Linked DNA regions of Mus musculus: all the other regions are linked to region 1. The links are chromatin contacts, called in public HiCAR-type, HiChIP or PLAC-seq and promoter capture Hi-C maps. All regions are on one chromosome and are shown on one strand. The core of a region is the stretch at or near the end of the contact, and the rest is flanking DNA. Distances in the headings are between cores, read along the strand shown. Region 1 holds the start of Dnaja2 (DnaJ heat shock protein family (Hsp40) member A2). Region 2 holds the start of D830024N08Rik (a long non-coding RNA gene). Region 3 overlaps Gm33391 (a long non-coding RNA gene). Region 4 has its middle 18 kb from the start of N4bp1. Region 5 holds the start of N4bp1 (NEDD4 binding protein 1). Region 6 holds the start of Ccdc130 (coiled-coil domain containing 130). Region 7 has its middle 24 kb from the start of Gm39215.

What was found. Promoter capture Hi-C pulls out the DNA fragments that hold promoters and counts their contacts. HiCAR-type assays count read pairs that join an accessible place to other places. HiChIP or PLAC-seq counts read pairs in DNA pulled down with a chosen protein or histone mark.
Region 2: a promoter capture Hi-C map of pre-B cells shows a contact between it and region 1, with 2.2 times the contacts expected there. The contact joins the promoter of D830024N08Rik here to the promoter of Dnaja2 in region 1. A contact is called at or near these places in 1 of 39 promoter capture datasets (pre-B cells) and 1 of 484 Hi-C or Micro-C datasets (CD8 T cells).
Region 3: a contact with region 1 is called in an H3K4me3 HiChIP or PLAC-seq map of embryonic hindbrain, with 13 times the contacts expected there. The contact joins the enhancer-like site here to the promoter of Dnaja2 in region 1. A contact is called at or near these places in 7 of 39 promoter capture datasets (the SN4741 cell line, cranial neural crest, frontonasal cranial neural crest and 4 more) and 6 of 115 datasets of contacts at active chromatin or transcription factors (astrocytes, embryonic forebrain, embryonic hindbrain and 3 more).
Region 4: a contact with region 1 is called in a promoter capture Hi-C map of pre-B cells. The contact joins the enhancer-like site here to the promoter of Dnaja2 in region 1. A contact is called at or near these places in 11 of 39 promoter capture datasets (the 3T3-L1 cell line, the C10 cell line, cranial neural crest and 6 more), 1 of 15 datasets of contacts at CTCF or cohesin (large pre-B cells), 2 of 484 Hi-C or Micro-C datasets (the C10 cell line and centroblasts), 11 of 115 datasets of contacts at active chromatin or transcription factors (astrocytes, embryonic forebrain, embryonic hindbrain and 8 more) and 2 of 9 other capture datasets (adipose tissue and embryonic stem cells).
Region 5: a contact with region 1 is called in a HiCAR-type map of astrocytes, with 6 times the contacts expected there. The contact joins the promoter of N4bp1 here to the promoter of Dnaja2 in region 1. A contact is called at or near these places in 20 of 39 promoter capture datasets (the 3T3-L1 cell line, 3T3-L1-derived adipocytes, the C10 cell line and 13 more), 11 of 484 Hi-C or Micro-C datasets (B cells, the C10 cell line, CD4 T cells and 8 more), 15 of 115 datasets of contacts at active chromatin or transcription factors (the 230-238 cell line, the NIH/3T3 cell line, astrocytes and 9 more) and 5 of 9 other capture datasets (adipose tissue, embryonic stem cells, liver and 2 more).
Region 6: a contact with region 1 is called in a promoter capture Hi-C map of pre-B cells, with 3 times the contacts expected there. The contact joins the promoter of Ccdc130 here to the promoter of Dnaja2 in region 1. A contact is called at or near these places in 2 of 39 promoter capture datasets (erythroid cells and pre-B cells).
Region 7: a HiCAR-type map of astrocytes shows a contact between it and region 1, with 4 times the contacts expected there. The contact joins the enhancer-like site here to the promoter of Dnaja2 in region 1. A contact is called at or near these places in 2 of 39 promoter capture datasets (embryonic stem cells and hippocampal neurons) and 4 of 115 datasets of contacts at active chromatin or transcription factors (T-cell acute lymphoblastic leukemia, astrocytes, large pre-B cells and 1 more).

What each region holds. Positions count from the first base shown.
Region 1 is chr8:85,553,581-85,556,869 of GRCm38.p6, reverse strand. Dnaja2 (DnaJ heat shock protein family (Hsp40) member A2) reads left to right here and starts at 1,509. Exons shown (of 9, transcript NM_019794.5): 1 at 1,509-1,700; 2 at 2,894-2,953. The coding sequence starts at 1,623.
Region 2 is chr8:83,573,040-83,576,328 of GRCm38.p6, reverse strand. D830024N08Rik (a long non-coding RNA gene) reads right to left here and starts at 1,803. Exons shown (of 3, transcript XR_003947410.1): 1 at 13-1,803. It overlaps Tecr (trans-2,3-enoyl-CoA reductase), which reads left to right. Exons shown (of 13, transcript NM_134118.5): 2 at 1,801-1,851; 3 at 2,407-2,458; 4 at 2,874-2,918; 5 at 3,006-3,109; 6 at 3,186-3,289.
Region 3 is chr8:86,924,420-86,927,708 of GRCm38.p6, reverse strand. Gm33391 (a long non-coding RNA gene) reads right to left here. Exons shown (of 2, transcript XR_001778757.2): 2 at 1,335-1,600. Among named protein-coding and RNA genes, the nearest start is that of Gm33391, 4.9 kb to the right of the region's middle. Within about 2 kb of position 1,733, at least 1 of the 459 cell types and tissues checked has an H3K27ac peak or open chromatin away from gene starts, as enhancers often do.
Region 4 is chr8:86,901,256-86,904,544 of GRCm38.p6, reverse strand. No RefSeq gene overlaps it. Among named protein-coding and RNA genes, the nearest start is that of N4bp1, 18 kb to the right of the region's middle. Within about 2 kb of position 1,739, at least 44 of the 459 cell types and tissues checked have an H3K27ac peak or open chromatin away from gene starts, as enhancers often do. A contact at or near this core is called in adipose tissue, embryonic stem cells, memory CD8 T cells and 3 more, where this site is marked.
Region 5 is chr8:86,883,647-86,886,935 of GRCm38.p6, reverse strand. N4bp1 (NEDD4 binding protein 1) reads left to right here and starts at 1,678. Exons shown (of 7, transcript NM_030563.2): 1 at 1,678-2,114. The coding sequence starts at 1,917.
Region 6 is chr8:84,268,825-84,272,113 of GRCm38.p6, reverse strand. It overlaps Ccdc130 (coiled-coil domain containing 130), which reads left to right and starts at 1,712. Exons shown (of 10, transcript NM_026350.3): 1 at 1,712-1,772.
Region 7 is chr8:86,800,610-86,803,898 of GRCm38.p6, reverse strand. No RefSeq gene overlaps it. Among named protein-coding and RNA genes, the nearest start is that of Gm39215, 24 kb to the left of the region's middle. Within about 2 kb of position 1,723, at least 24 of the 459 cell types and tissues checked have an H3K27ac peak or open chromatin away from gene starts, as enhancers often do. A contact at or near this core is called in astrocytes, where this site is marked.

The DNA of each region.
Region 1 (3,289 bases), core at 260-2,759:
ATTCTACCAGCTAAGCCTCATCCCCAGACCATAAATACCATTAAAAATAAATAGCATCTTGCACTGAGGAAGTAACCTCAGAAAATACATTGCAGAGCCAAGCTTACTGTTAAAAGAAGGCAGAGCCAAGCTCCCAGCTTATACAATCTAATTTCAGGACTTACACTCTTGAATGATTAGGGGTCTTTGTAAAATTCAAAGTCAGAAGAAGGATGATCTGACTTCAACATCTGCCCCAGGGTTATTTTGGCTGATCTGGGTGTGTGGGTGAGTGTTCCCTCTTCTTCTTTGTATGTCCCTTCCTGAAACTGGGTATTTGATCAAGAAGAGAGGCTAATCTTTGGCAAAAGGGTATAAAATAGCTGTGGTCCCCTGCTAGAAACCTCCAAATAAGTCCTGGAAACCAGATAGATAAGCTATATTCTATTAAAGAATTTTGACTCACATGTGAGAACAGCATTCATGTCATAAATCATACTTATCAGGAAAACGAACATCAAATAAGACAGGAAGGTTCACCAGGTTATGAATTAAGGAAAACACTACAGGTTAAGGGGCATTTTGAATAGCAGAAGGAGCATCTAACTTCTCATGAGACTCTTCTGAGCGTTCAGGTTAAATTTCAGAAGTCTTAGCACGGCAGTGAAGGACCTCCAAAACTCGGTCAAGAAGAATAACAAGAAAGGTGTATCACCTCCACTGACAGACTTATGGCCAATGAGCAATTGTTTCCCAGTTCAGGTTTTCAACTGACCAGAAGTGTTTTACTATCGGAAAACCAGTTGGAAGGCAAGCTATACATTCTGGAATGTGGTAAAGCACAGAAATCTTTCAAGCTAAAGCAAAACGAAACTCGACTGACAGCCACCAAGTGCCGGCACGCTGCCATACTGTCTTATGCCAACCAAACCTTTGGCGTTAGCTAATTTTAAAGCTGTCAAGTGAGACACTTGAACACATGATCCCGGTGGAACAGGGTGACTTTGGTTTATCTGGATGCCCCGAAACCAACTGGGAATGTGTAAAAAAGATTTGTCCTTTCCTCCGATGTGACAGGATGGCTATGCCTTTAAAACCTCGTCTGCTAGGTATAAATCTGAGTATTTATGAATGAAATTGTTTCCCCTACGCAGAGGTGCTGAGGGGGAAGTTAAGGAGATGAAATGAGTTAGTGAAGGTGTTGATGAAATCACATCACGGGCGTAACTCGCTATTTGGGAACCTCACACACTCACACCCACGTGCTGTTTTTCACCGTGGCCCCGGGGGGACCACCCCGTGAGGATTCCACGCCGGCTTCTTTCCCTCAGGCCTCAGCCGCACCGAGAGTTCTTTATGAACGCCGCACACCGCTCCCCTCCACTCCGCGGTCGCTCGCGCGTCACGGAGCGGCGACAGGAAAGGGCCCCACCAGCCGCTCTCGGGCGCCCACCGCCCAACCCCGCCCCGCCCGGCCCCGGAGGCGGGGCCTTGTGGCGACGTCATGGCGCTGCGCCGGGTCAAAGTTCAGCCCCGCCTGCCTCCCCGCGCCGTCTCCTCGGCCTGCGCCGCCGCCGCTCGTGGTCCGGGTCGCGCTCCTTCCGCTCCGCCGCCTGCTTGCGAGTGCTGCCCGGCAGGCCGCCATGGCGAACGTGGCCGACACGAAGCTGTACGACATCCTGGGCGTCCCTCCCGGCGCTAGCGAGAACGAGCTGAAGAAGGTACTGGAGCGAGCCGGCCGGCGGGCGGGGCGAGGGCGCGGGGCCTGCGCGGTCTGGGCGGCCTGAGCCGGGCTGAGGCGCGGCGGCGGCGGGGGCGCAGTCGGCTCGGCTGACCTTGGGCCTCCGCCCGCCCGGCCCTGCGCAGACGCGGCCCGCCAGCTCGGCGCCCGGGGCCACCCGGAAAAACAGGTCGGACCGCGGTGCTCGCGCCGCCGGGCCGGGGAGGAGCTGACCGCCGGCGCCGGTGTGGGGCTGAGGGCCGCAGCCCCCGGCGCTGAGCAGGCTCCTCCCTCAGCCTCGCTCGCCCGGCAGCTGGAGCGGCGTGGGTCTGTTTGGAAGCATTGTTCTGTGGGCTGGAGATCTAAATACCCCGTGGCCGCTTCGGGGATGAGTCGTGTGCCCCAGCCAAACACCTGAGCGTGCACTCCCTAAAAATAAGACACGTCTTATTGTTGTCCTTTGTAGTAGTTCCAAATCATCTCGGGACTTGGGGTATTAATAAAGTCAGCATCTTCTCTGGCTGTCGGGATCCAATCCGCATTTGTAAACTGAGAAAAATAAGAATGTCCCGTAAGTACTGGGACTGGTAAAGTCCAAAGAAAAAGACTTCCTGTTACCCTACCGGAAATGGTAGGCTGTGTTATATAATTCATGAGTCTGTGTGAGGACTTACATGGTGCTTAACCACATCGCTTAATTGAAAGTATGTAGTTTCACCACCACCTAAGACCCCAGTTAGCCGACCGTGTGCGAGTAAAACATCACTTAGGACCTCCTGGGTGTCCTGTTAGAGGGCAGGCAGAGGAGCCAGCCAGCATGGGGAGAGATACTTGGTAGAAGTATCCTATGCTTAATTTGTAGTAGTGCTTGAGTTTCTGTAAAACGTAGTCACTCAATCTAAAATTTGTTTGGTTATTGTGGTCTCCTTGGTCTGGCTACTGGCCATCAAAGACATTTGATAATAGTTTGTAAAAAAAGAAAGAAAAAATGTTTCAGTATCTTCTTTGTTGTTTTATTTGTATTTTTCTTCAGTAACTTTGGGTATATTATTAGTAAATACTATTGAAGTGGAAAACGTTAAATAATAAGTGACATTTTTTGGAAGGCTGTAACTTTAGAACATTGCTTCTCAGAAAAGTGAATATCTTAAATTGTTTGCTGTGTATAACTCTTATCCAAAATCTTTTTTGAAGGCATACCGAAAGTTAGCCAAAGAATACCACCCTGATAAGAATCCAAATGCTGGAGACAAAGTAAGTCATTGAGTTTTATTCTTAAACTGAAACTTAAAATATATCACCCTCCCAGAAAGGAAAGTCCATTTATGCCTACAGAGTGAATTTTTCGCTGTTATTTTAATTTACTTGAAAATGACCTTAGTAAAACCTATTGCTTGTAATATTCTTCAAAGATAAGAAAAATTATAGCTATTGAGATAGCTCTGTGTTCCAAGTCTTGCTACCATATAAGCCTGACTACCTGAGCTTAATCCACAATGGAAGGATAGAAAGTTGTCCTCTGACCCCCATACATACTCCCACACTCATATGCATATATAATAGTGATGGTGATAACGGTCAGAGGACTAT
Region 2 (3,289 bases), core at 554-3,053, 2.0 Mb after region 1:
CCCCTGACTCACCTCTGCTGCAGGCAGTCCCTCAGCTTGTGGCTTGGGATTGCTCTTCACCGTGGCCCCTCTCCACGCGCTCTCCTGCTGCCCACCAGTTGGTGCACCACGGCTCCTGGCCTGGCTGCAGTGCCCCAGCTGGGGGAGAGGCTAGGATTTCAGCCCTCCCCGGCAGCTGGCCCAGTAGGGAGAGGGGCTGGTTGTATTTTAAGCTGTTGAGTGGTTCAGCAGGAACTCCATGGCCTTCCCTCCCAGTGCACACTGTGCCGCCCTCCTGTGATTCACATGGACTCTAGGGGCTCAGCAACTATTAATATAGCCCCAGCCCAGAGCCCTGCCACCTCGCCCCTTCTAGCACATTCCTCATGTGCTCCTCCCCTCTCGGTCCTCTTTAGAGGGGTCCCAGCGTATGACAGCTCAGTCTGGCACTGATTGTCCTTGTGTGGATTCAGCCATCTGCCCCAGAGTATGCTGTGTCCATGATGTAGGCTCTGGCACATATGGGCAAGCAGGCCTGGGTACCACTGCCTGGCATAGGAACCTTGCTCTGAACTCAAGCCCAGGCCCTACAGGGCAGCATCACTGTGTAGGGTTACCTCCGTGGGGGCTTCCCGACCTGTACATGCACACATACACACATGCATACACTTTCTGTGTGCCAGCACCATGTCGGCCCACCCATGCCTTCTCAAGGACCCCTAGCAGATCTGGGATCGTGCCATGGCCTCTGTTGTTGGGAGCATGTAGGTGGCAACAGTTGGCTTCTCTGGCCTGTGATGCCCCCTTCTTCTGGAAAAAAGTGGCAGATCTCCGCATAGCCCTTGGGTCTCCCCCAGCCAGCATGGGCAGTGTTGAGCATCTTCTCTGACCTGCTGGGTCCGATGGGTCAGATCCCCTGGGGCTCCTGCCTCCTTACCCTGCCCCTATGCATATTTTCTGGCCTCAGCCTGCAGGTTTCTCCTTTGGGGACTGTGGACCCCAGGGGTGCAGGCAGGGTATGTGTTGGGAGGGTATGTGTTGGGCTTTGGTAGGCTCGTCCATGGGTGAGCACATTGTGTTGGCCTGATGTGGTAGGAGCTGTGAGGAGTGAGGCGGTGGAGAGGGAGGTGGAGGGACTTGGGAACTCTGCACCAGTACCTCTGGAATTTGTCACCTCCCTGGGAACACAAATGCACAAGGGAAATAATCCAGTGTCCCTTACAGCTTAGAAGTGGAAATGGATGATCTGTCTCGGAGATTCTCCAGATAGCTGGCATTTCCCCAGGCTGGGTAACCTGTTGGCCAGGGCTGCACACCGGGGCTGGGCTTGCGGCGCCTGCCATGGCTGTGGGCCTTTTCCTTCTTCATGCCCCTGGCACTTCTGAGGGCCTGTGCCCACCCAATTAACTGCCTGTATGAGGGTAGCCCTCAGGGGAGGACTGTGGCTCCTTTGGTGGGGACTCGGGCTGAGATGGTTTTATATTTAGCCAGGCCAGGCCCTGGTGCCACTCGGGTTACATCTGGCGTTGGCGCTGGCTGAGCCTGGTCAGACACAGGCTCCCTTCCAGCACCGAGGCAGAATTTGATCATGCTGCCCGGCCCAGCTCACAGCAGCTTTGTGAGGAGAGGTCGGAGGTGGGGGCTGGCGACTGGCAGTGGGCACCACAGACTGGAAGGCAGAGCAGGAGGGCCAGCGGCTGTGGCATGGATATCAGCTTGAGCATGGCAGCCAAAGAGGCCCACCAAGGCCTCGATGGTCTTCCCATGCCCATGCCCCACAAAGCAGCCAAGAAGCATAAAAAGGCTGTCCTCTTCTTTGAGGTGGAGATTCGGGATGCAAAGACGAGGGAGAAGCTGTGCTTCCTGGACAAGGTAGGACTGCACCCCTGGGGGTGAAGTGCCAGGAGGGCTGGGTCCCTGTTCCTTACAGCTCCTGTAGGGCTATGCAGGCATCGGTGGCCCTCCCTGTCCTTCAGAAGGCATGTAAAGGGTATTGTCTTCATCTAGAGCAGCGGTTCTCAACCTGTGGGCTGAGACCCCATTGGGGTTGCCTATCAGATATCCTGCATAGCAGATATTTATATTACAATTCATATCAGCAGAATTACAGGTATGAAGTAGCAATGAAATAATGTTCTGGTTGGGGTCAGCACACCATGAGGAACTGTACTAAGGGTGGCAGCTTTAGGAAGGTTGAGAACCACTGCGCTAGAGTGAGCAGCTGGGGCCCCTCTGTGGGGCTGGAAGCTGACAGCCTGGTGTGGGAAGGGACAAGGCAGCCTTGGGAGGGCTCTGTGTCCGTAAAGGAGGTGGAGGACGGATGTACCCCGTGAAGTCAGCTAGCTTGTTCCTGACCTGCCTGTACCTGGACCCCCTCCCCCATCCTAGGCCTGGCTCCCTCCGGACTTACACCTTGTTTTCCTTTAGGTAGAGCCTCAGGCCACCATTTCTGAAATCAAGACCCTTTTCACCAAGACACGTGAGTCTCCCGACACACCTATTCCTGCTCCTGACATACGTGTCCCCCCGCTCCCGACACATCTACCCCCCACTCCTGCCTCCCCTCTGGATGTGACCTGGGCCCGCATGCCTCCGCATGCCTTTCCCTCATCGGCTTGTTGCCTCTCAGCACACTGGAACAGTGAGTGAGGCCCGGCTGACTGGGCAGGCTGCCCCTGTGTGGTCACCAGCAGGAATGCTCTTGTGCTATCTATCCAAAGGGGTAAAAAATAAAATCTGTCGCTGCCTATCCTGTGTGCCCTTGCACAGGTGGGAGGAGCTGGGGGGGGGGGGTCCTAGAGTTCTGGAAGCCTTTAGAGGCAGGCCAAGTTGGGGCGTGGGTAGGCTGAGCCTTGCCAGATTAGGTGATGCAACCCCTGACCTTCTCCTGGCAGACCCGCAGTGGTATCCTGCCCGCCAGTCCCTCCGCCTGGACCCCAGTGAGTACAGCTGTCCATCAGCCTATCCCTTGGGCTCTTGGGGTCAGGAAACCAGGGCAGTAACCAAATACTGACTTCTCTCTGTAGAGGGGAAGTCCCTGAAAGATGAAGATGTCTTACAGAAGCTTCCTGTGGGCACCACAGCCACACTCTACTTCCGGGACCTCGGGGCCCAGATCAGCTGGGTGACGGTGAGCTCTGACTCCTTCCCTGGTCTCTGCCTTCAGCTACCCTGGGGCGACTCACCTTGTCTCTGGGTACTCCCAGGTCTTCCTGACGGAGTATGCCGGGCCCCTTTTCATCTACCTGCTCTTCTACTTCCGGGTACCCTTCATTTATGGCCGCAAATACGACTTTACGTCCAGTCGGCA
Region 3 (3,289 bases), core at 484-2,983, 1.4 Mb before region 1:
TTATTTCTCTCAAGCATTGTGTCAAGATGATAAGAAAGCTAGCTGATACAGTAAGAGCATAATCTTAGTCAATAAATTCTGCGACAGATGGACAGACGGATGGATGGGTGGACAGATGTTAGGTGAACAAGGAAATGGATGTGGCGCTCCTTCCTTTACAGGAAGTAATCTCTCCTTGTGATTTCCTGATCACTCCCAGACATCTAACCTGATGTTGCCCTAACCCAGTGAACACAGAAGCAGCCTCTCTCCTTGTTCATTTGCAGCCTCCACACGGCTCCTGCCTGATGGGCTTGTGACACTGGGGGCCCCGTCTAGGCAGCTTCTTCATTACACCTAATAGCCAGCCTTGAAACGGAATGACTTCCCTCTTCAGAGAGAAGCACAGGGATTCTCTCCCTCTCCGAGCGAGCGGCAAGCACACGCTGCCAAGACACCCCGCTTCTATAAATATGCCTTTCTAAATGTTAAAGGGTTAGAGCAATTTCCAAAGGTCTCTGCCTCGAAGGAGCCCTCAAATGATATTTAATTGAACTACTTTTACTTTGAGAAGCGAGGGAACCAAAATGTAAAAAAGTGGAAAGGCTTCCCGGCTTTCTGTCAAAATACAGGATTCTAGATAAAATAATGGAAAGAGAATTTCCTGTTATTAAACCTTCGAAAATGAACATAAACAGCTCAGCCAAGCAGAGCCAAGTATAGGATTTTGTAAGGTGATTGGAAGAAAAAGGATCTTCTTTTAAACTCTATTTTCAAGCCTTTAACAACTGTTGGAGGCGCCTTTGTTGATTAAAAATCGCTAGTAATCTCTCTCCATTGGCACTGAACATTGAACGTTAAATAAAAGCATTAAATAAAAGCCTGTCTACTACAGGGTTAGTATTAACTTCTTGCATAAGATCCACACGGCGTTTTGTGAGCAGAGGAAAATGGGTTTTGTAAAGGTTTGAAGAGGAAAGAGAGAGGCGTACCTGAGGGACACAAACTCTAAAACGAGCAAATGATCGCTTCGCCGCTTTGCATTTGTACAAACACTCAGATGAAAATTGGTGTGCTCGCCATCCAAGTCACATCAAGAAGGTAGCAGTTAAGACCTTTGATGTGTCCGGATCGCCGCTGTGATTCTAAATGTGGTCCAGTAGCCTCTGAGGATGCAGAGCACAGAGGAGTGCTGGGAACTAAAGAGAAAGGGCAGGTGCATGGGAGAGGTTTGCTACCCCAGAGGCAGCCGCTGGGAGTCAGCACAAGCCCTACAGACACCCATTTGCTTAGACCACAGTGTGAATAGCGCCCCCTAGAGCTCTGCAGTGAACAGCCTCACACTCCTCTCGGTATACCTGTATGGTGCTGTCTTTTATTGGGCTACGCAGCAGGGAGATAGCTCTTCAGTTTGAGGAGAATCCGAACCAAAGAAAATCAAGACACCAACCCTCATCACACAGGGAAATTTTTGGTTCCTCTTCCCCACTTCATGGCCCTCTTCTTGGTCTTCTGGCATGGTGTTGATAGTCATCAGCGGTGCCTCAGTAGAGATGGGCAGAATCCAGTATCCACTGCTGGTCACAATTATACTCCAAGCACAAACGCAAAACAGATGCCTCTGTAATGCATATAAGGAATGGGAGTGAGAAGGGCTGAGGTTCCGCAGCCATTAAACATCTACTACAGAATCAGAATGCTGCCAGTGTCCTTGGACACAGAGTCTGGTCCCAAATTTCCAGCATTCCTGTCAACAGCTGTGAGAGCCCATTGTACTGCCAGCAAGTCTGTCTGCTGTAGTTTAAGGAGGCCCCTGGTCTGTGTGAAAAGCTACCCTACAAAGCCCCTTTTCCAGCTAGCCCCACCTTGCTTTGCCACCTAAAGACCACCAGCAAAAGAAGACTCAATAGGCTGAACACAATCAGAAAGGAAAAAATATTTCAGATGAAACTTTAGCTCTGCCATCCAGATATCAGGAATCAGTCCCCATACACTACATTCTAGGAGCTAGGGATGTTAGAAATCATCTTTCCCATCTGTCTTAGTTACTTTCTCAATGTTGTGATAAAATTCCCTGACAGAAGCAATGTATAGGAGAAAAGGGTTTATTTTGGCTTACAGTTCTATGAGAGACATAGTCAATTGTGGTAGAGAACAGAAGGCAACAGGAGCAGGAAAGAGAGAACAGGAAGTGGGACTAGGCTATGAATCCCCAAAGCCCACCCCTGGTGACCCACTTCCTTCTGTGACCCACTTCCTTCTGAAAGTTTCCAACTCTCAAATGTTCCAAATAGCATTACCTGCTAGGGAACACGTATTCAAATATGTGAGCCTATGGAAGGCATTTCTTGTCCAGACAACAGAAACAAAGAGGAGGCAACTGAGTTGTTAAGGTCACCTAGCAATCTGACACAGCTTTTCTAAACCCACCATGATGGTTAATCTTCACTGTCAACGTGGCTGGATTTAGAATTACCTAGGAGGCTACTGAGCACATCTCTAGGTGTCCCTGTAAGAGAATTTTCAGAGAGAATTCACTGAGGCAGGGGGATCCACCCTGCAGATGAATGACAACACCCCATCTACCAGATCCCAGGCTGAATAAAAGGGAAGGGAGGAGAAAGCCAGCTGAGGTCCAGTGTTCCCTTCTCTGCCTCCTAGATGGTGGTCACAGGCAAAGCTCCCACAGCGGAGATGCCCAAGCAAGTCCTGTGACCGTGGACTCAACAGAAATCACTCCTGCTTCTTCCTCTGGGATCGCTTCTGTCAGAGAGTTAATTCCAGCCACAGCCTCTCCGTTGCTTTACTTACGTGGGTACCATGCCGAGGCAGGAAAGAAACAGCCAGCAACACTGTCCTATTGCTGTGAAGAGACACTATGACCAAAGTAACTCTTACAGGAGAAAGCACTTCATTGGGGCTTGCTTAGAGTTTTCAGAGGTTTGTGGTCCAGTGTTCTGCCTCCATGGCAGATGCTGCTGCACACCAGGCTGGAAGGGGAAGTGAAGTCAGGACTGGTGGGATTCCTGTCTGGTTATGGAAGGCAGGAAAAGAGAGGCCCTCTTCTGGAGTCATAGTGTTGTGGCTCTTTTAGGTGAAGGCCTTCCTCGTGGCAGTATCCAATGAAGCAGCTGTCTGAGACTCTCTTACCTTGTTCAGATTGCTTTGTTGGGGATGGACTTGGATGCATATGCTGTATTCAGGATGAACCAGGGACTATATAATTTGGGGGAAGGGCATGAGAATATCCAAGAAGGGAAGGTCATTGGCTGAAGGCTAAGGCTATTGAGATGCCTCATGGTGCTGTACT
Region 4 (3,289 bases), core at 490-2,989, 1.3 Mb before region 1:
AGGGGGGAAGAGAAAGAGAGAAATCGTGCACTCCGAGAAGGTGAAGGGGAAGAGCAGGAAGAGAGGCGAGAGGAGAAGGAGACCAAGATGTCTGTTTTATATAGGAAAGAGCTTGGGGAGGGGGAGCCCAGCCCCTGCCCCTGGGCTGGAAAGTTCAGGGTTGGGGGCAGGGTTTGCCAGGAAGGGGCCCGAGGGATGCTAGGAGAACCTGGACCCGTGTAAAGCATACCAAAGTGTGGAGGGGAGGACAAGGGGAGGAGGGGGAAGGATGGAGGGTACTGAGGAGGACTGGGGAGGGGGAGAACAGAGGAAAGGGGACAAGAAAGGAGCCGGGCAAGAAGGGAAATACGAGGAGGGACAGGATGAGAAGAGGAGAGGGGGAAAGGTGGATAAGAAGGAGCAGTTTTGAAATCCGACTGACTTGGTTGGATCAAACACTATTCCCCTGTCTTTAGGAAAGTCAAGTGACATCCCTAAGCTTACACACACACACACACACACGCACACACGCACACACAGGCCCCTTAAGGACCTGCGATGAGCACTGAAGGAATATCCTTGTAAAGGAAAGGCAGACCCTAGACCAGAGAAAGCTCAGTTCAGCGCGCAGCGGCTTCCGGTGGAGCTTGGAAGCGGAGCTGCGGAAGGATGCTGCTAAGCAAGGTGATTCTTCAGGCCAAAGAGGCCCAGGTCCAATGGGTGCCGGTTAAAAATGCAGCCCAGGGCCCACTGTAAGCTAGAGTCTATTCAGTGAGGCCTATGGCTAGCTGGGCCACAGATGTCCTGCTCACAGGTCCACCAAGTCCGCAGTCACAAACACACAGGGAAGTTCTTCAAAAGTGGCCCCTGGGTCAAGGGGAAATCGCTGTTCAGAAGTGACTCTGATGACCTCTTTGCTTGAGGGAGCAAACCTCCAGATTAGATCTGTGGTGGAAGGAGGGGGGAGGGGATGTCTATGTAGACCAAAGGTGTCGAATCCCATGGATCCCTGGGTGCTGGGACTCAAACTCAGTTCCTCTGCAGTTCCTTAGTTACCGAGCCATCTCTCTAGTCCCCTACCTAGGCTAGCAGCTCTCCTCATACCGAGGGGAGCAGAGGGCACTAGCTTGGGTGTGGAGATGCTGGGGGTAAAGAAGGAGATGCTGGTGTGCAACAACTCACCAGATTTTCTCAGGTTTGGCTCAGAAGGTAGGCTTAGATTCTCCACGGATCAGAGCTGCATTGGCGCGATGCGACCAGCAGGTGGCGCCAAGGGCGTAGGCGATTCAAAGCAGAAGCGTTTCCTTCAGTTGCTAGTCAGTAACTGACAAGTTATGAGGTGCAAAAACCTCTGAGATGTTCTCTTTATCCTCTAGCTCCAAGTCTGAGCACCACATTGGCAGGAGGGAAAAAGAGGAAGAGAACTGAAATATCCTCCTTGAGGAAACTATCGGATAAACAGGAGTTTGTGCCTGTACTCTGAGGATTTCTGTAGGTTCAAAACCCCAACCCTAGCAACCTAGCGAGTTCCAGGCCAGCCTGGGCTACAGAAGAAAACCTTGTCTAAAACAAAAAAACAAACAAACAAAACACCCCCCATCCGACCCCACCCCCAAAAGAAACAGAAACGAGGGGCCTGGCTTGGTCTGACCCAACCAAAGACCCAACCAACTACGGGATAGGCAAAGCCAAGCCTTTTATTATGCAAAGGTTTTGTTTGACCAGTGCAGGGTGCAGAACCAACCCTTAAACTAAGTGTGGCTTTTTCAAAGGTTGCACAATTAGCCCAAGAGCTCATATCGCACAAGGTCGAGAATCACCAGCCGCGATGCTTGTTTCCACATTTAAGTCATTTATATCCATCCCTCTTCATGACTCTGGAAATAGCCACATGAACCCTGAACACCTAAGGTGTTCTTAGTCTTGTTGTTTTGTTCTGTTTTTTTTTTTTTAAGTTGAGTATAATTGCAAGGGAAACTGTTTCTTGCCATAATAACTCTTCTCAAAACAGAAAAGAACAAAAACTAAATGCACTGGAGTTACAATTTGTTTCAGTCTGTTTGCCATTGAATTAATTACCTGACATTATCAGTGATGTTGTTTCCACACTGTAGGGCAAAGAGGAGCTTAGCTCTTCCGTAAGAGGAATTTAGGAATTCTAAATAAAAAGAAGGCAGAAGTGATGAGGAGGAAGAGGAGGTGAGGCAGAGAGAGAGAGAGAGAGACATTCTTTCTATCCTATCCATTGCAAAACAAAAGGAATCTTGGTGGTGACCTGGCAGCTCCGAGCTCAGCCTTCCTGCCACATGTGAACGCTTCAGGAAACATCAGTTATTTTTACTAGGAAGCTCAAGGGGAAGGGCGGAGACCCAGCTTCCTGTGAGACTGCCTGACCCTGGTGTCTTAGGCCAAGTATTCTAGCAACTTGAGGAGCCGCGTTCCTTACCACCCCACCCCACCCCAGCTGGTTGATTGCCTCTTCCACAGGCTCCCACCTCTTCCCTTGCTGTAGTGGAGGTGACCTGTGGCAGGAGCAGGAACAAGACAATGGGAAGGGACAAGGAGGTGCTAGTGACCCTTTACTAAACCACCTCGGGAGCCTATGTGCTTGAGGAGCCCTGGCCAATCAAGGTTCGGCCTCGGGAAAGCACACTTCACTCCCATCTTGGTTTCTCAGACAAAGAGGGGTCCAATGAAATTCTGCAGCAAATCCTACTGCAGGCTCCTCACAGCCCCAGACCCGGTACTGCTGCCGGGAGATGCTTCAGAGCTTTACCTCAGCACCTAGTCTCTTTTAACAACAGTTGGGGTTTGTTACCTGTCTCCTATGACCCAGGGATAGAGAAGGACTGTAGAGTCCCTTATCCTACAGGTCACAGGTCTCAGTCCTAAGGAACCAAGGAACCTCTGTCTCCTCAGGTCCACAGGGAAGTCCTGAATAGCACAATATGCCGTGCCTGTTCTTACTGTCACTTCCTAGTTGTGAGGGTTCCAAGTGAGGTACTTCATTGCTATAAGCCTCTATTTCTTTGTCTGTAAGATGGGTACAACCCCACCTTCTAAAAGTTGTTGGGGCCATGTGAGCTCACTCAGATAAAGTTGAAACTGTACAACAGTATTCTGGGTACTAGCATATACTCCAGCCCCTACCCCAGGCAGCTCCTCTTATGCAGAGGTATCTAGGGGAAAAAAAAAACTTGTATGTCTGTGCTCAGGGAACAAATTTTATGCATCTTCTGTTCTAGTTTACTTTCTATTACTGTGATAAAGGCTATGACTAAAAGTAAATTGGGAGGCTGAAGAGATGGCT
Region 5 (3,289 bases), core at 429-2,928, 1.3 Mb before region 1:
CTCGTGCTCTAATAGAGGCATGGCTTTGCCAGCTGCAGATAGTTTCTGCAACTGTTTGGACTTCTGGGAACTTTCCAGAGGGTATATAAGTGCTGGAGCCCCAATAGGTAGGGTTGGTTACTGTTTCTTAGTAGTCATTCTCAAAGAAGGAACAAAAGGGAAGAAATTAGGTTCAGAAATCTCTCTCCCTCTCTCTCCTCTACCCTTCTTTCTCTCCTACCTCGTGATAGGGAGTGAAACTGGGGTAGGGGGATAAAGTGTGGGAGAAAGAAGAACCCATAAAGTAGCAAAAACCAGCTACAGAAACCAATACTTTATCTTTCACAATTTGTTTTTAAGGATTCAAGAAAACTTATGTCAGGCTGGAGAGATAGTTTGGTGGTTTATAAAGCATTGACTGCTCTTCCAGAGGTCCTGAGTTCAACTCCCAGCAACCACACGGTGGCTCACAACCATCTGTAGTGGGATTCAATGCCCTCTTCTGGTGTGTCCAAAGACAGCTACAGTGTACTCATATACATAAAGTGAATAAATAATTAAAAAGAAGAAGAAAGCTTACATCTGGGAAGCATTGGAATCAAGTGATGCCTTTGACTTAACAGAAACACAGGCCAGAAGAAGGGTTTGGTTTATTTGCCCTAGTCCCACAGTATGATCCCTATTATTTTTGCCCCTCACATAACACACATAACTCTACTGAAATTGCCTTTCCCCTTTCCTGTATGCCAGAGGTACAGTAAAGAAACTGCTCACTTGGCCACGCCATTAGAAGAAGGTATTTGGTTTTTTGTTTGATTGACTCTGGTCTCAACTATCTAAGTGCTACCACAATTTTAGGCTTATGACACCATGCCCAACTTTTTAAAAAATAGATTTATTTTAGAGTTATGCATATACTTGTGTGGAATGTATGGGCATAAGTGTGTGATGGTAAGCACCTCTCTCTCTAAGCAGAGGCCAGAGGGGCCTTTGGGTGATCTCCTCTACAATGTCATCTACTCCTTTAAGATTGAGTTTCTCCCTGGATCTGTGGCTCCCCTTTTGCCTTTTGTTAGCTAAGCTGCAAGCCAGCAAGCCCTCAGGTCTCAGCTGGAGCTGGGGTTGAAGATCTGTTCTCTTTCCTGGAGTGATGATAGCCAAATCAAACTCCCAGTCCTTATGATACCCAATAAGCACTCCACCGAAACAGCTCTTGTTTGGTTTTTGAGACAAGGTTTCACTTTATAGCTCAAACTGGTTTGGAATTATGTAGCTCAGGCTTGCCTTCAGCAAATGACTATCTGCCTACCTCATTCTCCCACCCCAGTGGGATGACAGTAATTGACACTAGACCAGCAATTTGGCCTTTTAATTCTTTACTGGTTGTCCCATTTTCTTTTCCTGTTACGATTTTTCTTTTTTTTCTGAAGTAAGTAAAAAGGGGAAAGGAAGGAAGTAAAAAGAAGGAAAAGAATCACCATTTGCCTATCAATGTAAAATCCTTCTACTAGATGCCCAAAGGCATCAGGCCCTTATCAAATATGGCCGCCCAGGCCTCGCCTGCCGACGCTTGCCCACGGTCAACATGGTGACAGCGTGTGGCGTCGACTTCCGTTGCCCTCAGCCTACCAACGCACCCTTCGCGACGGGGCGGCGAGTTTCCACAACGGCGGCGGGCTGAGCGCATGCGTGGCGGCTGTGGCGGCGGCGGCGGCGGCCGTGGCGGGGCAGCGGGGCAGCGGGGCAGCGGGGTGGCGGGGAGTCTCTGCCCGCAGTTGCTAAGCTGCGGCGGCCGTGTCGTGATGGTGTAGCGGGGCCTGCGGGCGGGCGAGGAGGCCGGCACGGCCCACGCCTCCTGAGCGGCTCGGTGCAGCGGCGGCACGCTGAGGGGGCGTCGCCGCCGCTGGCCCCCGGCGCCCCGGGAGGCCGCGCCCGCCATGGCGGCCCGGGTGGTGCTGGATGAGTTCACGGCGCCCGCGGAGAAGGCGGCGCTGCTGGAGCGGAGCCGCGGGCGCATCGAGGCTCTGTTCGGGGTGGGCTTGGCCGTGCTCGGCGCCCTCGGGGCGGAGGAGCCGCTGCCCGCGCGTATCTGGCTGCAACTCCGCGGCGCGCAGGAGGCGGTGCACAGCGCCAAGGTGAGTCCGGCCTGGCTCGCACGGGCCGCGCGCGGGGCGCTCGGAGCGGGTCCGTCCTGGGAGCCTCGGGGTCCCTGTTTGTAAAGGGCGCTGCGAAAGCATCTCCCTGACTGGTCCCTCGCGAAGTGCGCAGAACGCAGAGCCATCAGGCCCCGGAGCACGCGCGCTGAGCGGGCTCGCGCTCCCTCCGTCCGCTGGTCCCTTGGATGTGCGCAAGGCTCGATGCTCCTGGTTGGTCTTCACCCTCCAGGCCGCCACTCCAGGGCTTCTAAACCCTTTGGGAATCTTAGGCCTGAACCTCTAGGAAATCAGGAAGGGAACGCATGTAATGACCAGACGCTTCAGAGGTAGAATATTTGGTAGCTGCGTTAAAAATATTATTCCTGTAGTGTTGGTGTTCTACGATTAAATGATGGTTGTTACACTTCTGACATTCCGCCGAGTACCACAAAAGGAATACGCAGGCTTTAAAAATCCGGCGAATACGTTTTGATAGGGCTTGTTCCTTCTATTAAATGAACAACTGGAGAAACTGAAACTAAGCGGTGACTCACCTTGTGTATAATCAGTATTTCAGATTCAGCACCGCCATCAGCCCCTCCCCCTTGTCAGAAAACAGCAAAATTTGACCGCGGAGGCGCTTATGCCTCTAAAATCTCATTGAGTCAGTGAAATAGCCAGGTTAGTCGACAGGTTGCCAGGAGAACGGGCAATTTAATTGCTTCTATGCAAGAGAGTCCTCCAAGCCGTGGGTGGGAGAAGGCTGAAGGTGTATTGTATAGCATCTTAAGCTCCCGGGGAGGAGTAGGAAGTTGAGGAATAAGGTATTGTTTCCTCTTTGGTGTTTCGAGGGTCAGATCTGGGAACTTAGGAGAATGCCCCTCTCTGCCCCTCTTGGTTTGAAGTCACCAATGTCTTAAAGCCCCCTGTTTGGAGCTTCCTGAACATCTTCTACCCACCTTTTCCCAAACTCTTCCACCTATCAGGCACCAGAATTTGTTTCTAGAAACCACATGGGCGATGTTTTGTTTTTGTTTTTTTAAAGATTTATTTATTTATGTATGTGAGTACACTGTAGCTGTCTTCAGACACACCAGATGAAGTTGTCAGATGCCTTTATAGATGGTTGTGAGCCACCATATGGGTGCTGGGAATTGAACTCAGGATCTCTGGAA
Region 6 (3,289 bases), core at 463-2,962, 1.3 Mb after region 1:
CCTCTCTCACTGCCACAGACTTTTTCCTGGGAGGATACAGCACACAGACATCTACTCATCCTTGAAAGAGAACCCACACAGACCAAAGTAACCATTGCACTGAAGTCTGATGTCCTACAAACGACATCCTACCAGGGTTATAAACAGGAGTGTGTGTCAGGGTTGCTTATAAGAAGGGTTGACTCAAAAGCAGGCCCTAGAGTCTCTGCTCACACTGTGAGTCCCCTCGCCCTGTCATTGACTCTTTATATAAAGCTGAGCTCAGGGGCCTTCAAGAATCTTCCATGTTACTAACCTTTTATTTTTTAATAGACCTGGCAGAAATGAAGATATCTAGAGAGACTCGTCCCCACATCTCTCAATCTATCAGACCATAAAATAATGAACTCCAAAGAAATGGGAATTTCCCCAGGAATCTCATGGTGGGCAAAAGAAAGGGCGCCAGCCAGAGGGGGAAGAGAAAGTCTTCTGGAAAGAGATTTCACCCAGTTCTAGGTTTTGCAGACCAACTTACAGGATGAGACTGAAGCCCAGACAATGGTGGGTCAATGGTGGGCGGGACCACACCTTGACCAAGACTGCTTAGATGTGAGATCCTTGTACCTTTAAACCATGATCTCACACCAGAACTTAAGAGTGTCCCTTCCCCGAATCGCTTTCTAAAGTGCCACCATTGAATAAACCTCTTTTTTTCTGCTTTCTACTTTTTTGGTGGGGGTGGGGGGGCAGATTTTTTTCGAGTCAGGGTTTCTCTCTGTAGCCCTGGCTGTCCTGGAACTCACTCTGTAGATTCAGAGATCCACCTGCCTCTGCCTCTCTAGTGCTGCGATTAAAGGCGTGTGCCACCGTCCCCCGGCTTTGCTTTGTACTTTTTGTTTTGGGTTTTTGTTTTGTTTTGTTTTTTGAGACAGGGTTTCTCTGTATAGCCCTGACTGTCCTGGAACTCACTTTGTAGATCAGGCTGGCCTCGAACTCAGAAATCCACCTGCCTCTGCCTCCCAAGTGCTGGGATTAAAGGCGTGAGCCACCACGTCCGGCATTGCTTTGTACTTTTAAGATTTATTTACCTGAACAGGTGTTTTGGCTGCATATATGTATGCACCACATACTTGCCCAGAGACCTACAAATATCCCTCTGACTCTACTTCCCTCAGTCGTGGCACACTAGCACTCACCCACACACATACATATGTATTTTTTTGAGACAGTGTACTCCTGACAGGCCTTTGATTATGTAGACTACCTGCCTCTGCCTCCAGAGTGTTGGGATTAAAGGTGTTGGCCACCACGTCTGGTCATAAACATAATTTTTTAAAATCCATAAATAAATAGCCTGGGCTGTATTGGTAATCCCACTACTTGGATATCACAAGGCGAGTCAGAAATTCAGAGTCATCTTCAGCAATATAATGAGATGCAGGGTCAAACTGGGATACAAGAAAACCGGTCTCAAACGTCAGTCAAATCAAAGCTTAAAAATGACGAATCAGCTCCTTCGAAAACGCAACCGCCAGGGAGGGCTGGGCGGTGCCAAAGTAGATCTTCCGGGAGGAAGCCATCTCCAATTGGACCACTCCCGGTGGGCGGGGCTTCTAACGGCTAGACAGGCCTGAATTGGTCAGTCTGCAATAGCCTCAGCCAATCAAGATGACGAAAGTGCCTCGCTCCAGCTTGCGCAGGCGCTTTTGGGCCGCAGAGGCGGGCGCTCTGCGGGTTCCTGGCTCCGGGTGTGCTTCCGGGCTGGTGGAGGCGTGACGTCAGGGAGAGGGCAGGTAGGTACGGGGTGAGGACCGGTCCGCGACGGCAACGGGGGTGGCAGGTCCTCAATCCCACCACTGCGTCCTGGCACGGGAGATGCTGTATCTGCGGACGCGAGCGGGTTCCCAGGGCCCAGCCTCCGTTTTAGGCCAATGGCACCTCTAGGCGTCTTCATGCTGAAGATGAGCCCTCCTAGCCTGAATTGAAACATAGTGCTTGGGAACAGTAGCTTGGGGGCCGGCAAGGTGGCTTAGCTGGTAGTGGCGCTTGTGGCCAAACCTGACAACATGAGAGTTCGACCCCTGAGCATGTTGAAAGAATCGATTCTTGTAGGCTGTTCTCTGATCTACATTCTCACTTCGTTGCACACTCTGCCAACACACGCAGAACAAATAAATGTAATTTGTAAGGGGCTGGCGAGGTGGCTCCGCGGTTAAGAACTTGACCTGCTCTCTAGCAGAGGACCAGGGTTCAGTTCCCAGAGCTCACAGCTGCCTGTATCTCCAGAGAATCCAACCCTCTACCCTTTCCGGTCACCTGAACTCACTTCTGCACACACATACACATAACAAAAATATTTTTTATAGTTGTTAGTAAGTAGGAGAAATTTGAAATTGTCACTTTTCTTTGTCCCATGCCTGTTCTTCTCAATACTTAACACCTGTCATGACTCCCAAAGGCAGTCTCAGCGGCTGAATCCTTTAGAAAACTTTTTTTTTTCCCCAAATGGAGAAACTGGGATCCAGGTAGCCCCTGGCCCAGAGTCAGGCAGCTAGGAAGCAGCAGAGAGGAGATTGATGCCCAAGCTGTGGTCTGCTGTGGCATTTGAGGTCAGGAATGACCCTTGGCACAGAAGAGCCCCTGTGCATCCACCTGAGCAGACTGGGTGTAATCTGGCTGTGATACTACCTGTGGTGATTAGCCATTTAAGACTTCAGAAGCTGAGGCTGGAAGATCTGGAGTACTAGGCCAGCCGGGATTACACAGAAAGGCATGTCTCCAAAACAAACATGTTCAACATTGTAAAGCAGACCCCAAGCACATAGCACTTCAAGCTGGGTGTCCACACTACCAGCCCATACACTTTTTCATTATAGCAAACCCCAGAGTCACTCCCGCTCCCATTTCCCTCTGTTTTTAATTTTTGTTTGTTTTGATTTTGCTTTTTGAGACAGGGTCTTCCTGTCTGGTTCTGGCTAGCTTGGAACTTGGCTTTGTGGACCATACTGGTCTCGAACTCAGTGTGTACCCTCCTGGTTCCACACACACACACACACCCCGAATGCTGGGATTAAAGGCATACACCATCACTCCCTGGTCTGTATTCTCTTCTGACAGGCGATGAGCAGGCACTCCACAACAGTCAGACCCAGGTCCGCAGCTGGTAAAGAATGGAGCTTGAATTTAAACTCAGGTAGCTGTGCCTCGCAAACCTGGCTGGGCATTGAAGTACTTGGCCACCAAAGGTATCTGGGTCAGGACGTGTGATGATGACTCAGTAGGTGAAGACACTGACACCAAGCCTGGCTAT
Region 7 (3,289 bases), core at 474-2,973, 1.2 Mb before region 1:
GACATCACACCAACTGGTTAGAGCAATTAGTTAGAGCAAGTGGGTCTGTGGGTTGTGTCTGTGATGGGTACCTGTGATAGTTTGTATATTCTTGAACCAGGGAGTGGCACCATTTGGAGGTGTGGCCTGGTTGGAGTAGGTGTGTCACTGTGGGTGTGGGCATAAGATCCTCACCCTAGTTGCCTGGAAGTCAGACTTCCACTAGCAGCCTTTGGATGAAGACATAGAACTCTCAGCTCCTCCTGCGCCATGCCTGCCTGGATACTGCCATGCTCCCACCTTGATGATAATGGACTGAACCTCTGAACCTGTAAGCCAGCCCCAATTAAATGTTGTTTTTTATAAGACTTGCCTTGGTCATGGTGTCTGTTCACAGCAGCAAAACCCTAAGACAGCACCTCTTCAGCTTCCCTCCTCCATATCTTCTGCCAGGCGGTCCTTGACTTGCTACAAGCCTAAAAATGATAGAGCCATCATGCTGTGCACGGAAACCTCTGCTGCCCTGAGATGGAGTGAAGATCCCGCCTTTAAGTTGCTTTTGTGAATGAAAAGTTAACACTAGAGCTCTATTCAATAGTCACCAAAAGGAAGAATAGCACCTGGTGGGTGGGGTAGGACAGGGTAAGGCAAGCGGTGGAACCTGACACAGGTTACAGCCAGGGAGCCAAGGAGTTCTTAAAGGGTTCCTCTGAAAATAGGAAACGGGCTCACCCGTGGGAAACTCCCACCAGGAGTTAAGAACAGTCATTGTCAGTAGGATTTTAAATTTGATGTATTCATTCTACTTTATGTGTGTTTTATCTGCATGCATGTATGCATGTGCACCATATGCACAATTAGTGCCCATGGAAGTCAGAAGAGGGCATCAGATCCCCTGGAGCTGGAGTTTACAGGGAGTTGTGAGCCACCATATCATCCCGGGAACGGAACCAGGGACCCCTGCAGGAACGAGAGTACCCTTCACCTTTGGACCGTCTCTCCAGCTCACATCTCGGTCATTTTGAAGGAGCTGAATCAGAAAAATTCTTAAGTTCTGCAGCAGGAACGTTATTCAGCATGGTTTATTAGAGAAAATGCCGTATACAGATCGAAGTTTCCTATGATGATTTTTGTTCAAACAAAGTGTAAGGCTAATTATTATCCTACGGGCCATTAGATATAGTCAAGCTATTTGAGTAGGAAACACATCTGAATTTCTGCAGTGTTGCAATTCAAGGTTTCTGGGTTTTGGTTGTGTTTTGAAACTGGCTCTTACATAGGTTCAGGACCAAGAACTCCCCAGATAGACCATCCCTTTCTGGAGCTTGCTGAGATCTCTGGCCTCTGTATCCCAGGTGTTGGGGTTACAGGCATGACTAGACAACCAGTGATCGACAATTCATGATCAGGATGTAGCTGCTGGTCAAGGGTTAAGGCATAGGTAACCCTAGGAGATCTAGTATTGATTTTAGTGTTGTCTTAGGTAGGGTTCCTGTTGCTGTGATAAAACACCATAACCAAAAGCAACTTGGGGAAGAAAGTGTTTCTTTTAACTGAAAGAAGTAGTCGTCCCTAGAAAGACGTCAAAGCTGGAACCACAGCAGTGGAAGAACCTAGAGGCAGGCACTGAAGCAAAAGGCGTGAAGGAATGCTGCTTTCTGGTTTGCTTCCCGTGACTCACTCTGCACACACTTACCATTTGTCAGCTTGTCTCCCCAGGACAACAGGAAGGCAGGAGGTTTTTCTTTTTAATGGGTTAATGAAGGCTGGGGCTGGCAGACCAGGGCTAGTCTGGGGTCCATCGTGAGACTCTGCCTTGGGAAGAAAAAGAAATGTTTTCCCAGAAGATAACAGGAAGGAACAGTATTTCCCCTAGCCCACTGGTATCTTTTGTTTCAAACCATGATAGGCATTTCCCGTCTCTGGTGCTTGCCTCTCACCTCTGCCAGATCCTTCCTGCTGCATGATTTCCACCAAAATTGACTTGCCACGACTTTGCTTGTTACAGTCAAAGAAATGGCTGTTCACATTTAGATTAACTAGTAAATAGCTGAGACCTACAGGAGAAACTAGAAATGGCATGAATAGAGACGCACAAAGAAGCTGAAGTAAGGACTCCAGACATCCCAGCTGCGCCAACCACAGGCCTGACATGCTACCTCTTCTGGCAGTGATGGAGCCCAGCTTGGGGACAGCTCTTTGATATAGTGCTTGCCTAACTCATGTGAAACTCTGAGTTCAGTCCCTGCCCTACAATCAATCAATGAATCAGCGAGTGGTCTTGATCGAAGGTCCTTGGCACGTGACTCCTAAAACCCTTTAGCTCTCTGGCCTGCTAACAGTGCCTTTTGTATCTATCATAATGGGATTGCCAGCATCTGGGACTCAAAACTGAAACCGAATAAAAGTGAATGGAGAACTGGAGAAATTGCATGGAAGAGGACATTTGTTATGGGGTTTGGTGGTACAAGCCTGTGAACCCAGCACTCAGAAGGCAAAGACAGGAAGGTCATAAGTTCAAGGCTAGCCTGAGCCACATTGCTAAATACTGACTCGAAAATAAATGAATAAAGTAGCAAAGAACAGATACTGATGGTTGTTGTACTACCATTATTGTACTGAGATATTTAGAGCTTGTACAAGGAACAGCAAACTAATATATCCTGAGGGCAAATGCCAGGGCCAGATCCAGTCATTAGCAGCCAGAGCATAGCCCGGTCCAAGGCAGCAGTGATCTCACATACTTCTGGGGGAGGAAGTGAGGTCATGTATCCACAGCTTCCAGCATGTGTCTGTGACACAAGCTTTGTGAACAAGCGTCACAGGCTCGGGTTTCTTACCAATGTTCAGCTAACACTCAGCTTTTCTTTCATCTTGAAGCCTGGAGAAGCCAGAAGAAGCCTGATGCCCAGGATGCTACACACAGTGGGAGATGCAGCAGGGTCATAAGTAGCTGCTCAGAGCTAAAATAATAATAATAATAATAATAAAAATACCTGAAGAATTCAACCCACATTTCATTCTGCATGTTTGTTGCTGTCTCTAACGAGTTGGAGAGTGTAATATATCTCAGCAATACATGCTTACTCTCCATGACAGAAACAAAGCAAATAGCCAGAGAGTTAACAGCCAACCGTGCTGCAGAGATTGTTCTGTGCTTCTTCATAACAGGATGTCTTGTGTTAGTGTGCATTTGGGGCTTCAGTTATCCTTGAACTTGCTGATTTCAAAAGCGTCCTCAGTCACGGCTGCCTGCTGCCCTCCAGTTACTGGGTAGCTCTAGATCCTCAGAGAGCCAGACCAAACATGA